Regions from separate parts of the Hordeum vulgare genome. Here region 1 is linked to region 2. A link is a contact called in public Hi-C data. All regions are on one chromosome and are shown on one strand. Each heading gives the region's core, a stretch centred on a gene start, on an enhancer-like site or on the middle of the called end of the contact. The rest is flanking DNA. Distances are from core to core; before and after follow the strand shown.

Evidence for each region. A called contact is a pair of places that touch in the nucleus more often than the background predicts.
Region 1: a contact with region 2 is called in a Hi-C map of seedling, with 2.1 times the contacts expected there. The contact joins the promoter of LOC123430627 here to the enhancer-like site in region 2. A contact is called at or near these places in 2 of 6 Hi-C or Micro-C datasets (leaf and seedling).

What each region holds. Positions count from the first base shown.
Region 1 is chr2H:582,634,774-582,642,056 of MorexV3_pseudomolecules_assembly, reverse strand. It overlaps LOC123430627 (1-aminocyclopropane-1-carboxylate synthase-like), which reads right to left and starts at 5,800. Exons shown (of 4, transcript XM_045114482.1): 1 at 5,410-5,800; 2 at 5,186-5,317; 3 at 4,881-5,041; 4 at 2,996-4,356. The coding sequence starts at 5,571. The coding sequence ends at 3,348.
Region 2 is chr2H:582,588,821-582,595,499 of MorexV3_pseudomolecules_assembly, reverse strand. No RefSeq gene overlaps it. Among protein-coding and RNA genes, the nearest start is that of LOC123430627, 44 kb to the left of the region's middle. Within about 2 kb of position 2,334, at least 3 of the 3 cell types and tissues checked have open chromatin away from gene starts, as enhancers often do. A contact at or near this core is called in leaf and seedling, where this site is marked.

The DNA.
Region 1 (7,283 bases), core at 4,551-7,050, 43 kb before region 2:
TTTGTCCTCCGGCAGGCTGATTCAGCCGGAGATCCTTCTCTCTGAAAAGAGAAATTCGAAGACATCATCATCACCAACACTCTAGACATCATTGTGATTATCATCTCCTAAAACACCTTCAACGACACCATTATCTCCATCAAGTCTCTTCAACCTAACTTTCTGATATACAAACTTTTGCATCAGAAGCTTTGTTGAGTATAGTTTATGGTGCTAATGCGCCACTATGACCCCTCCCCCGTGACCTAGCTTCTGGCTCCTATCTTCTTTCCTTTAGAAAGAAGTTCTGAATTTTCTTGTTATTTTTGGAGCTCCAAAAAGTTACCATTTCTTCTCGTCCATCTCCGCTTATGTTTTCCCGTTATCCGATATTTTCCTCATAATTTCCCACTCCGTGTGTTACATTCAAGTTGAAGAGAAAAACATATTAAAATTGAGCAATAATGTGTAAAAGATCGATCAAAAGAGGAGATTAGAATAACAATTAGTAATGTAAACTGAACATATCAGGGCCGTATGGGAACACTTGTTGCCCCCAATTAATCTCTCTCCCGCTCATTCCGATGAGTGTTTTCCACATGGGCACGTAGGTTATACTTCATAGGATTGAATCGATAACTCAACTCACACTAAAAAATATTGGATCGATAACTCAATTCACACTAAAAAAGATTGGATTGATGACTCCAGTAAATTTGTGATATTAGCAATACCATAAGTTAACAAGATAAGATGGTAATATCCAACATTAGTATAACAAAGTCAGAAGGATATTTTGTGTGTGCTCTAAAAATATGCTATTCCAAGCAAGCATTCCACACATATTTGTTTGAAGAACTGCTTGTAATGCTCCAACACTCCAGGTGGTTTTGTTTTTGTTACAACAGTTAATTGAGATCAGATTTATCGGTTTTACAATCACCTCCAATAATAAGTAGTTCTCCAGTTGGTTGGAGATGGTACAGGAATACAAAGAGGAATGCGTGGAGTAACCGCCTCCAAAGTGGTTTTATGTAATAATGATACTCGGGCAAAAAAACTTACAGATATTCCAACACTTCCGCGACAAGTTTTAAAATTGGAAATATTGTTTTTAAGTTCACTCTGCAGATAAGAATGGCAACACATCTCGTGCATGGCATTATTTTTATTATGTTATTTGAAGTAATGATAGTTTAACTCATCGTTCCTAACAAAAAACATAATCATCTATAAGAATATAAGATCACCATATTATGTTGCCTCGAGAAGAAAAAAGGAAATGCAGCTAACCGTGAGGAATATAAGTTAGATAATATTGAAACGCAGTTTGCCCTGGTAACAAAAGTTAGTAAAATACCATTATATTTAGAACACTAATATTATTTAACTTTATATGAGTTTTGTATAAAGAAACTTACCAAAAGTGTATATATTCATCATTTTCCACTTACAAGGCATTACCAATTCAGGAATGTTGTTCTTTTTAGTGCCAATGCGAATGCATTTTGTTTGTTACATATTTTCATCTTTGAAAGGAATGTCAATACTATTGAACATATTCAATTTGTCCTATCAAGCACGTGCAAGAAAAGAGCGAATCATACAGTAAGGCGGTATTTAGGCCTTGTTTGGCACGTATGGCCTAGGGAGATTTTAAGAGGACTATCCCTCTTTTTTGATAAAGTACGCTTTTATCAACTTAAAATGTAGTGTCGAGCAGATACAAAGCATAAAGAGCAACACCTGATCTCTGCATAACTAAGATGAAAATGATTATCCCTCTTGAGTTCAAAATCCTCGAAACTCCCGAAGCTGGTGTTTGGTTTACAAGGCTTTGACCAGAACGACCTAGAAATCCCCTTAGACCCTCCCACGCCCCTAGTTTCACTGGGGTTATGTAATAGCGACAGTCCAAACCAAAAGAAGTTCTAGATGTCTGAACACTTCGGCAAAAACTTTCATAACTTTGAAAGGCCTATTTTTAAGTCTACTTTGCAGATAAGAACTACAACCCATCTCGTGTAGGGTATTATTTTTTATTATGTTATTTGAAGTAATGATAATTGAGGTCGTTGTTCCAAGTAAATACAAAATCAGCTATGGATCACACTATTATGTCGGCTCGAAAAGAAAAGGAGAATTCATAAATAACCGCTTGCTATACGGCTAAAAGAAAATGTTTAGGGCCACAAAGACAACAACGAAGATGCTCTAGCGAGGGAAGAAAGCCTCATCAAAGTTAGATGTTAGGGTTAGGTGATTATAACAAGCTGGTGCTCAGAGGGGGGGGGGGGTAAGATTTAGAGGTAATGCCTGATCAAGTGAAGAACTGACTACATCGCTAGACATGAAGAGTTTATTTTGTGCGAGGGAGACATGAAGAGTTAGATAGCAATGAGAGCGTGAACGAGCGCATGTTGGGGTTGAATGAACTGGAGCGCAGATTAGAGTTAGGTTTTAAGATTGGGTTACTGTAGCTTAAGTACAAGAACAAGAAGAAGAAGAAGATGATGATGAACAGTAATTTTTTTATAAAAAATAACTTCATTTTTTAATGCTATTGTTTGACAAATACTTTATATACTTGCGAAGTTTTATTCTGAAATGACATTTGTGAAAGTCGTGACAAAAAAATCAACACTGGTAGTGGTCGTGTCGTAATGGAAGGACGATCAGGGGCGGAGCATATATAACGGAACCATACCAGGCCATGGCCCATCTTCTTTTCTGGATGTGCTCTTGGTTGTTTGGTTTTTTTAGGCATCTTGGTATTTGGTATGAATTTGGTTCAATAACAGGAGATGACCCATTCAGCAAGCTTCTGGCTCGTCCTAACCCGTTCTTCACTTTGCTCCATGTTCCGCCACGGAGGACGATGACAAATTTTAACAACTCATAAACTGGATTGCTTTTATTTTTAAATAACAAATGTAGATAAACCTTTAGGTATAGACTCATCACTCACGTCTCACGTGGTGTGTGGTACAACATGGACCCTTTGTCGAGGGTGATATACAACATCAATCTTGTACCTCAGTGTACAAGTTTATTACAGCACCTGATCGGGAAGCCTTGATCCGATCAGACCAGACCAAACCATAAACAAGCAAAACAAAGAGGATCGTAATATCCTACGTGGTAACACACGGCTTACCCTACATCAGTAGGTAAAACGTTAATCTACAGCTACATGCTGCATCCGCATGCATTTTGCATGCCTAAACCTTCCCAAACAATCGCATCCATGTATGCACCAGCGGAGCGCCCAGACACCAAGGCCAGGCCCCTGCATGCATGCATGCATGTGATCGAAAAAAGCGTGTACGTACGTACGGCTCACTTGACCGACCGTGGTGACTAGTGACTTAGCTGGCGGCGTGGACGAGCGGAGACTGGGGCGACAGCAGCGCTGCCATGGGGCTGGAGAGCGCGTGGTACTGCGAAGGCATGGCGCCGTGGCGCTGGAGGCTGAGGTGGAGCTGGCCCCTGGCTGCCCAGCGCCGGGCCTTGGCCTTCTGCTGCTGGTGCTGGCGCACGAAGAGCCGGATCCGGTCCAGCGCCACCCCCATGGTCTCGTCGTCCATGTTGGCGTGGCAGACGCGGAACCACCCGGGCTCCCGGCACCGGAACGACGTCCCCGGCGACACGTTGAGCTTCACCTTGCGGATGATCACCCGCCACAGCTCCAGCTCCGCCTCCGCCGTCTTCTCCCGGAGCATGCCCCGCAGGTCCATCCACGTGAAGAGCCCGGCGTTGCCGCCCAGGCACCCGATGCCGACCTCGCGCAGCCCCGACGTGAACAGCTCGTGCCGCGCCGCCAGCCGCCGCGCGCTCTCGCCCAGGAACCGCGCCATGAACTCCTCGTCCCCGAGCATCTTGGCCAGGAAGAGCTGCGTCTGCGACGACACCAGCCCGAAGCTGGACATCTTGCGCGCGCAGGACACCACGGCGTCGTTGTACGAGTAGACGATGCCGACGCGGAACCCCGGGAGGCCGAAGTCCTTGGAGAGGCTGTAGGCGATGTGGATCAGGTCCCTGTCGACCACGCCGGGGACGTCGTGCTCGATCACCTCCGCGATGCTCACGTACTCCGGCTTGGCGAACACCGACCCCGCGTAGATCTCGTCGCAGATGAGGTGGACGCGGTGCTCCGTGGCGAAGGTGGCGAGCATGGCCAGCGTGGCCCGGTCCGCGGTCGTGCCCAGCGGGTTGGACGGGTTGGTGATGAGGATGCCCTTCACGCGGACGCCGTTGCTCCGCGCGCTCTCGTACGCCGACACCACGGCCTCCCTGGTGATCTTGAAGTCGTTGGAGCTGTGGCACTCGATCGGCAGCAGCTTCACCCCCGACCTCCAGCAGCAGTCGCGGTCGAATCTGTGATCACGAACGAAAGCACATACGTCAGGCTTGATGAAACAACTCGTTGTGTGCGTGCATGCATGCATCCTTACGTTGCGCTGTGTATCTTTAGTAGTACTAAGTCTTTTTGAATTTTATTGGTCATCAATTGACCGTGCATAGGTCAGAGATTAACCAAAAAGTCACCAAAGACCAGACCGGCTGCTGGTAAACGTCGTGTGCATGCGTGCGTCTCGCTGAATGCAGCAGGCTAGGTTGCGCCATTCAACTTGAAGACATGAAGCCAAGATTTTTTTTTTATTTAAAACTATGAAGCGAAGAACTTGAATCCTACCTACTTGGACGCATTTTCGTCTCGAAGGTTGGCTATTCCTCGTTGACAATAGACTAGTCTTCTGAGCCCAAAATGGGTTTCCCGACAACTACATAGTATTGTCTACCATTTGACCCGGCTTTCAGGGTCTGTGATTGACTTCTACATGCACGAGAGGTGGCCATGCACCGAATTCAGTTGCTGTCAAGGGGTTGACGAAGCGTACCCTGGGTAGTAAGGCGTGGGCACGAGGAAAGCCTCGCCGGGGTTGGCGAGGCAGAAGGCGAGCGTCTCCTGCGCGCCGGTGGCGCCGCCGCTCATCACGACGCGATCTGGGTCAAACCTGGCCTTCCACCCCCTCACCTGCCCCATGAACTGGGCCATCGCCTGCAACATCAGACTCATATTGGTTAGCAATGATCTGTCACGGCGCTGCTCCGTCGCTTTCGCACTCGTCAACATCTATATTATCACTAATCTTGTATCACTGGCTAGCTTGTCTTATTTCGTGTTAGTGCGTGCTGAGCTCACCTGTCTGAACTCCGGGAGGCCGTGGTAGTCCTGGAAATTGGCGATCCTCTTGAACTGCGAGGCGCCCTCCGCCGTGCAAATGGATGCCTCCGGGTGTGCCTTGCTCCACTCCTCGATCAGGTCCAGCGAGAGCTGCAGCGCCGCCGACGATTAGCTCCATGATTAATGGCGGAAAATGGACAGGAAATATCACTGCTCTGTTATTCAAGGAGACAATTGCGTACTTGGTTCTCGGCGAGGCCCATCTGGATGACACCATCGGGGTTGTCCTGCAGGTGGAAGGGGTTCTTGTCGTACGCCTTCCACCCGTCGAAGTAGGACGAGTTCTCGCCGTGGCCGTCGCCGGCGGCCATCCTCGACAGAAGCTCGGCGGATTTGCTTGCCATCTGCGCTATCGGGTTTCTCAAGATGAGCTAGCTAAAGGTCGATGGATGAGCAGAAGCAGAGACAGAGACGGACAAGAAGAGAGGCCAAGAATGTTATGCGCTAATCTAGCTGAGGATGAAGCTTCTTGAGCTTGCTAGGGAGATTGGTGAAGCTTCTTGAGCTTGAGCTGGCGAGGGAGGGAGGGAGATGGATGGGTAAGCTGGCCGCTGGCGCCTATTTATAGATTCGTGGCCGCTGGCGCTGGCCATGGCGCGGTAGACGCAGGTCAAGGGCAGGGCCTGTTTGGCATACACGCGCATGGTGGTGGGGGAAACTTCCATGAAAGGGAGTGCGAAGATGCAGCGGCTAGCTGGGCCAGATGGTGACCTCTCAGGCCCCGCACGTCCTCGTCCTTGCACCACCCCCCGCCCAGCTGACAATGGTGGTAATCAATTGGCCAATTGATTTGGGAAGAATATATGCGATCCAACTCCAAGGCGACGTGACTTGACGATGGACGCGCGGTCGTGAATTTGAAGTTAGACGCAGTAACGTGCTTGCCCACGTGGGGCTCGGAGAAAAAAAAACCGTCCCGTCGCCGGCGATCCGTTCTGCGGCGTGCGGGCTGGCGACTTCGGCGGACGACGGATGGCGACGTCGGTATCGTCAGCTCGAGCTGGAGATCATAGCCATAAGCTGACAGGAAACCGCGGCGGCCGGACGGGCCTCTTGGATGAAAGCCCTAACTGCGGTGGGCGACCCGACGTCTTTGCCGTCGTTTTCTTTTTGAAGGCGTCGATTTGGGAGCTATGTGGTTGATGACACTGTTTGATTGTCATTGGAGGCGATCTGGACCAGGGAGTGGTGCGACGTGGCATCTACGGCGTTGATGATGGTAGGTTCCGACGACTGGTGCAGCAGAGTCTCGACGATGGATGCGTTTTGATGGACGTGCGTAGGGAGGTGGCATTGTATGGCATCGTGCGGACGTCAACGGCAGGCCTCGCATGAACGATGCGCCAATACCTGCTTTGAAGATGGATCTGTGAAAGACGGCAACCACAAACTCTAAGAATATGTCAGATTGGTGTGTGCTCCAGACTCGGCAAGCGGCTTGGTTAGGGCATTCGGCTTTAGATGTGAGGCTTTGGTGCGAGGTTTGGTTGGTATTTGACTTGGATTATCGGCACCCCTTCATCAACCCGATAGAAATAGCGACATATGATGTTAAAGATGATGACTTCAGACTTACTGATGTACCTCCTTCGTAAAAAAATAAGATAATCTATATCATTAATTTAATGATCTAAACGTTTTTATATTTAAAAAAATATATAATTTTATAATGTTTTTATGAATAATTAATAAAATGAATGCATGCAACGTTTAGATGCTCACGCAGGTGGTCATCCTTCCTTTCTTGGAAAAAAAGCATCGTCAGCTCGATGGGTTGAGGCCCTGTTTGTTTCATAAGTTCTAGGACTTTTTTAAGTCCCAACTTATAAGTCATAAGTCTCTACCTGTTTGTTTACAGGGACTTATAAGTCCCGAGTCCCTATCTGTTTGTTTACAGGGACTTATAAGTCCATGTTGCACCTAATAATACACTTCTTCACATAACCCTTGTTCATACAAATTGCATCGCACAGGCCGACGAGACGGGACGGCGGGGGACGGGGCGATGGGACGGGACTAACCGAGGCAGAAACAGGCGACGGGACGGGACGGGACG
Region 2 (6,679 bases), core at 1,085-3,584:
TTTATCTTAATATTGTAATTACATGTAAGCATCTTCCTTCTACTCTAGGGGGGGGGGTTATTTTGCTGGGCAGCCTATTTGGAATCGCTAATGGATCCTCTGTATCTATGTAACTAAAATGGGTGTTTGTTCTTACTTTGTCGTCTTGGGTATGAATTGCTGAAAAATTCGACATTTGGGTTCAACATCATAAGATTATCACACCAATGTGCTATAATTTTATATATGATAAGATCAAAGGCTGGCAGTTCTATCTAACTCCACTAATTAACTTCTATGTCAATACTGGCCTGCAACTTAGCAACAAATGACACATTTGACACAACTATGACGACACTATGTTATCCTCCCTGATTTCTGTCTTGGTGATCAGAGGTATGTGGATCACACTCCTTTGTATACTTCTTTACCTCGGAAGTGAAGATGTGTGTTTTTAATGTCATCTGAGTTGCATTTTTGTTTTGTTAAGAGAATATTAGAACTGGACTATTTGTCTGGACAAAAAGACAAGGGATCTTCTTATTGCGCATATACAAACTATGTAGTAAAAATACAAAAAAGCGAGCCACAAGATCCAAATTGTAACATGTTGTGTGTTCACTGCATCAGTTAGCCTTAGTGCAGAGAATATGTGTAGAATGTAAGAATTGTTTTCCCTGAACTTTAGCCGCATTGATACCATTTTCATGAGGTAATTACTTACTCATAATCTCTTTTTTTTTGTGAATTTAGTTACTCATAATCTAGGACCTTGAATTTGTTATTGCTTCAGGATTATTGCATGTCTGTTTATGTTCGTTCTCAAATTTAAGCCATTTTTTCTCCTCATGCTATATGATGTATCTCAAGATCTTGTTGCTCTTCGTTCTGAATTTTTTATCCGCAGAACAGTGAAAGGGGACAAGGCTGCACATAAATTCCATGCTGAGGAATGATTTCAGTCTTTCGATTCCACATAACAGTAAGAAGGGCAACATGGCTGCACTTAAATTTGTGTTCATGAAATCAATATCAACAACCAGCAACTCCAAGATTCAAGTGTGGATGCGAGGTATAATCTTTACAACTGTGACTGTCTGGCCCTACTTTGGTCATGTTATCGTTTCCTTAACATAAGCATTTATGATAGGTTTTTTTTCTTAAAGAATGTCATTGACAAGATGCTATGCAGTTTGTTTCAGATTTTAGTCTTCATAGTCCCCTGAGGTTGTTATCTCTGCAGTCTGGCAATGGCAGCTTCTCACCTTTATGGATGACGGACTTGGTTTTCTCATAACGATAGTCGTTTTTTGAATTTTATTGGTACAAAAATTATATTTGCATTCGTGTCTACGCAAATAGATAATAACGACGAACCCTTTAAATTATTCATTGTCCAACAAGGGGATTCGAGCTTCTATTGGATTATATTGTAATAATATGACTTGCTAATTTTGAACCATTATATATCTGACGAAAAACACGATGGCCTGAAGTCAGCCTGAACACTTGTGGCAGATTCTATTTGTTTGGGAACTACATATCGAAAAATGTTGTATATTGGTAAGAGAATATATAATTGATACTACAAAAACGAAAGATGGCTTGATATTTGTATTTTGTGCCATACCGATTTACGTTAAAAAAAAAAAGGCATGCTGATTCATGAAGAATAATATTTCTATGTTTGTCTATCAAATTTGTGTACTAAGCACTTTGTCTAAATGTCAAATTTCACGATGTTTGAAACATCGTATGTTTGTCTAGACGTGTGTTGCACGTGCACTTTTACTAGTACCTGCAAATCTTTGGAAGTAACAGTGGAATCAGTTTGGTGCTAACGTCATCGCAAAAAAAAAAGTCTGGTGCTAACTAACAGCAATGAGAAGCGGTCGCCTTCCCATGAGCATAGCATCAATAGGCAGAAATCGGCAGGTGAGCTGCTCGCTAAATTAGCATCATTAGGAGTAGAAGAGGTGTACGACGCAGCATCTTTTTTCTTCTATTTTTTTGAGAATAACGAAACATCTTTTCAGGAAGGAGACTCCTTTTTGGCATTTAGCAGCCCCTGGGCTGGCGCATACGTATTGCATAAATAAACACATGGAGAGAACCATGGTTGGTTTGATTTGACAGCAAAATACAAGTGCTCCTACCACATCATTAGATTAGTACGGTATTATTTTTGTGAGAAAGTACATAATTAGCTTTCAGTCCTGATGAGAATAAACAAGCCAGGTACAAACCCGTCATCAACATGCAACCGAAAAAAAGGGTATGCCGGTCAACATGGGCAGAGAGCCACACACGTATGACGTGCTAGGTGCTCGGTGGTCCACCACCCTCCATCTACTGACGCATGGGTCGCCAGGTCGGCATTGCACGTACCCACGCGTCCAGTTTTTCTGGAGGCCGGTGAGCAGTAGGGCAGCATGTCATTTATGCCAATGCCACTTGCGTGACCGGTCCGCTCGGGTCCCGTTACACGCTCACATCAACTAGAGCGCGTCCACCATGATTCTCAAACGATATCGATCCAGCTTGTAGGTTATAGCTTGCACCCCGTCCTGGTCTCTCGTCTCGCCCGCGGCCAGACGCGTTCACGCCGCGCGCCGGTGACCACGCGCCGGTCACGGCGGGACGCCACCGTTGCTGTCGCGCGTGGCGTGGGGTCGTGACCGTCGCTCCAAAACCGCCGGGGAGATCATGCCGCGGCCATGCCAGCCGAGTGCCACTGGGTGCACTGACGCCGGCACGCACGGTGTGAAAACGAAACCGAGAGCCCGGGCCGCATGGAGCCAAACCGTCCGTCCGTACGCGCGCGCGCTCTGTGACACTGAGCCACTGAGGCACTGATGCAGTGATATAGTCAGCAGCACTAGTCCAGACGACAGTACGGCAGCGGCTAGCTTGCTTGTGGATCAAGCACACCGTTGGTTGGTCAGGTCTGATATTTTTTTCCTTCTCCCGCGTGTGAACCGCGGGGACATGTATGTCGTCGTTGATCGGACGGCAAGTCAAGCGCGCGCCAGTGGCTAGGGGCTGGTGCCGCCGTGCTCGCACATAGTTCCTCCCGCGCGCACAGTTGTGGAGACTTTGAGGACGGTCTCGGCGTGCAGGGGTGAAAACCATGCGACTTTGTGATCTTATCTGACTCGCCAAAAAATGCCGAGGAGGCGAGGACTGATCTCATCTCTCACGATGGACACCGGATGTGACCTTTTCCCTTTCCTTGCTGATGATGATTCAGAGCTGGGGACCGGCCGATCGGCAAGCGTGGCGCATGTACTCCGACTCCGACGGCAACCGTGCATCCATCCATTCTCCGAGGGAAGAAATCCACGTTCAGCAGATGGCCGTCGTACAGTCGGTCGCTGTTTTCTCGGTTGATTTTGCGTGCATGCGTGTGTGGTCAAGTTCCATTCGTACAGACGAGCACGCGTGTACACGTGCCGTCAATGCTCGCACACGTTGGACCGATCAACGCCGAAAGGAGCTCCATCAACAGGATCGTGGTGACAAGCACCACTGAGCTACTCCCTCGCGAGAAAGGTGGATGGTACAGCGGACAAACTTCGTGCAGTGCCAAAGACTATATCGCGATGGATCCATCTCGAATGCATGCTTGCCGTCATGCCGTGGAGTCGGCAACGGTGAATATTGACCATGGAAAACCGCAGCCAAAAGCGCACCGTGCGTGACTGCATGCGTGTCCATCACTGCTTGCGCATGGGCGGATAAACCGTGCGTGGCGTCTGAAATCGCCACGATGAAATTGTTTCAAAGGAAGCGCAAGCAAATGGGAAGGCGAAAGGGGATAGTTCCTCTTTGTTCACTAAAAAAAAGGGGCAGTGCTTTTTTGTGTACTCGTTGTGGCAGTCCATAAAGGGACGGCATGCAAAGAGAGTTATACGTGCGTGGTTCGACAACGAGCTGCGCATTCGTTTTTTAAATTTAAAAATAATGCAAGCATCATGATTTGAATCCTGATAAGTTAGAAATAACACGGTCCGTCCAACCATCCAACCATAAATTGGTTTGCGTATTGTTTCCTCGTTAATTGGTTTAAAACAGTGCTCCTATAAACACCATACACATTTTGTTGCGGGTGTGCATTCTTGGCATGTCGACTAGCTCATGATGTTGTGTTGTTAAAGAGGCTATTGCACGTGGTATGAGCTATATGTTGCCCATTGTAAAAAAAAACTTTACTTGAGCAAGTCACATTCCTTTGCCTTCATTGGTGGTGCGAGAGGCCATGCCTCAGGCCTCGTTCGACATTAGGGTATTTGCATGTTCTGACGAGTATTTTACCCTCCAGTATAGAAATCCCAAAAATTCTCGAGAGGCTCATTCGGTACCCCAGTATTGGACCAGCCCATCCTGAAAGTTACACCCCAACCCTCCAATACTCGTGTGAGAGGAGACGCGAACTCCTCCTCGTGAAATTTCTCCCCCGACTGTAACGGCGCCGCCTCCTCCGCCCTCTGTCCCTAAGTTCGCAGTCGTCTCGCTTTCTTCCTCGACTCCGTGCAATTGAGCCAGATCAGTGCTGCCTCAGATCCCGATGCTTATGGGCTCTTGTCGTCATCGTCGTCCACTCCATTGCAGCCGTCACCGTCGTCGTCCACTCCATTGCAGTCGTCACCTTGGCCGTCCACTCCAGTGCTGCCACCGTCATGCTGCCTTAGCCCCTGCCGTCTTCGACCGAAACCTGGCATTTTTGTCGGTATGTACTGGTTCCACCTCACCCGTCCCCTCTGTCTAGGGTTTGACTCGTTAGTGTGCTAATATGATTCATTGATGGCTTTGTATATTCTTAGTAGGATATGAGGGTGTAGGGGATTGGGATGGGAGGAAATATGGGGATTTGAGAGGACTGGGTGAAGGCAAGGGGATCATCAAATCCCCTACAATCCCCAACCCCTTGGGGATGGAAAAACTCTTGTGCCGAATGAGGCCTTAGAAAAAAGATACTAGAGAATGGATTCAAATAACTGGTGTTGAGAATGAAATTATGATTGTAATATTTCTTCAACATTTTTTCTGAACTGAATTCTTCTTCTGTACTTTTTTTGCGAGTAAACATTCCTTCCTCATCGCCACGGCCAGGTTAGGAATTTCGGATGCGAAATCGACACGACTAGGTTAGGAATTAAAACCCGTGCGTGCATACCACATACGGTCTTGTCTACTTTCAAAGGCATGCATAATGTATCTCATTGGACAGTTGTCCCGGTCTTTTGCTTTATTTTCTGAGAACTGGAAAATGTCATGCTCACATGCACAGAAGACAAAACTAACGTACAGAAGAGGTCCAAGTAGTCAAATAATGTCACGTAGTACCGTTTTGTATTTGGAGCGTCACTTGCCTTGACGTTCGTCTTCGACTAGCTACTTTGTTTATTGGCAAGCTACGTTTTTCTTTTTTGCTTTTTTAAGGAGAAAGACCTCTGGTCTCCGCATCTAGATGATGCATGTAATCATTTTATTATTTATTTATAAAGATCTTATAAAATAATATATCAGTAAATTTAAAGCCACCATCCTGATAACATTTGTTGTTATTTTTATTCACTTGATGAAGGGATGTCGTTAGTCCGAGACAGCGAGACTAATACCAAACAGACCTCACACTTAAGCCTTAACATCTAAAACCGAAGGCCCCTAGCCAAGCCATATACCTAGCTGGGGCAATGCTACACATACATAACTTTACATGGTTTTTACAAACAAGTGGATTTTGATTGGACATTAAGGGGGACGAGGGCCCACCCCCCTTGAAAATCAGGGAGGGAGTGGTTAGTTAGAAAGAAAGAATCCTAGTCAGCATGTAACCTTATGTGACTCTTTGTATGTCTAGCATTTTTGACCTAGCTGGGGCACACACTAGTCCGGCGCACTCTTAGAGGCCACCGCCGTCGTCTTCCATCAATCAATCTTCAGAGCAGATACCGATGCCACGACCTTGCTAGGTCTGCCATAGACGCCACCACGACGCTAGACAACGCCATCCTCCTGCGTGAGTCCGTCTACACACATCGAATGTCGAGACTCCACTGCGTCCCGCCGTCGCGATCCACAGTTGTCAATGTGTAAGATGAAACACCGCTCCACGAAACATGTTGTCCGTTGGTGCCTCGAGACCATGCACACCTCCAAGACTGACACCCCCAAGGAGGAAACGACGCAAGAGCGCCGCCGCCATCCGATCTACCAATCTAGGGTTTCCCTCGGAGGTGACAGGTAGAGGTCTGGAACTTCTCCATGGCAATGTCTTCAAGAAGAGCACGACACAAAAGAGCGCTGCCATCGCCGGTCTTAGCATCTAGCCGAGCGCAAGGTTTTAACCCAGATCTGTCCAAAGAACCTCCATCAAGTCTTGTGTACGAATCACCACCATCTCCACCGGAGACTAGAAGTAGGCTGCATGCTGTCCCCGTGATGACCAGCCAGCAACTGCGCCGCGCGAGCAGCAGGGCCGCCCGCAAGCCCCAAGCGTGCCACCGGAGAACCCTACACCGAACCCCGCCGCCTGTCAAGGAAAGGACGAGGCTACGTACGCCCAATAGCCACCGCCGCCAGCTCGTGTCGTCGCGCCGTCGGGCCCCATGGTCGTGCCTCGTCGCCACTAGAAGAAAGCGTCCCGCGCCGCCGTCCTCGGACAAGAGGAGTAGAAGGCCCCGCCGCCGACTAGGAC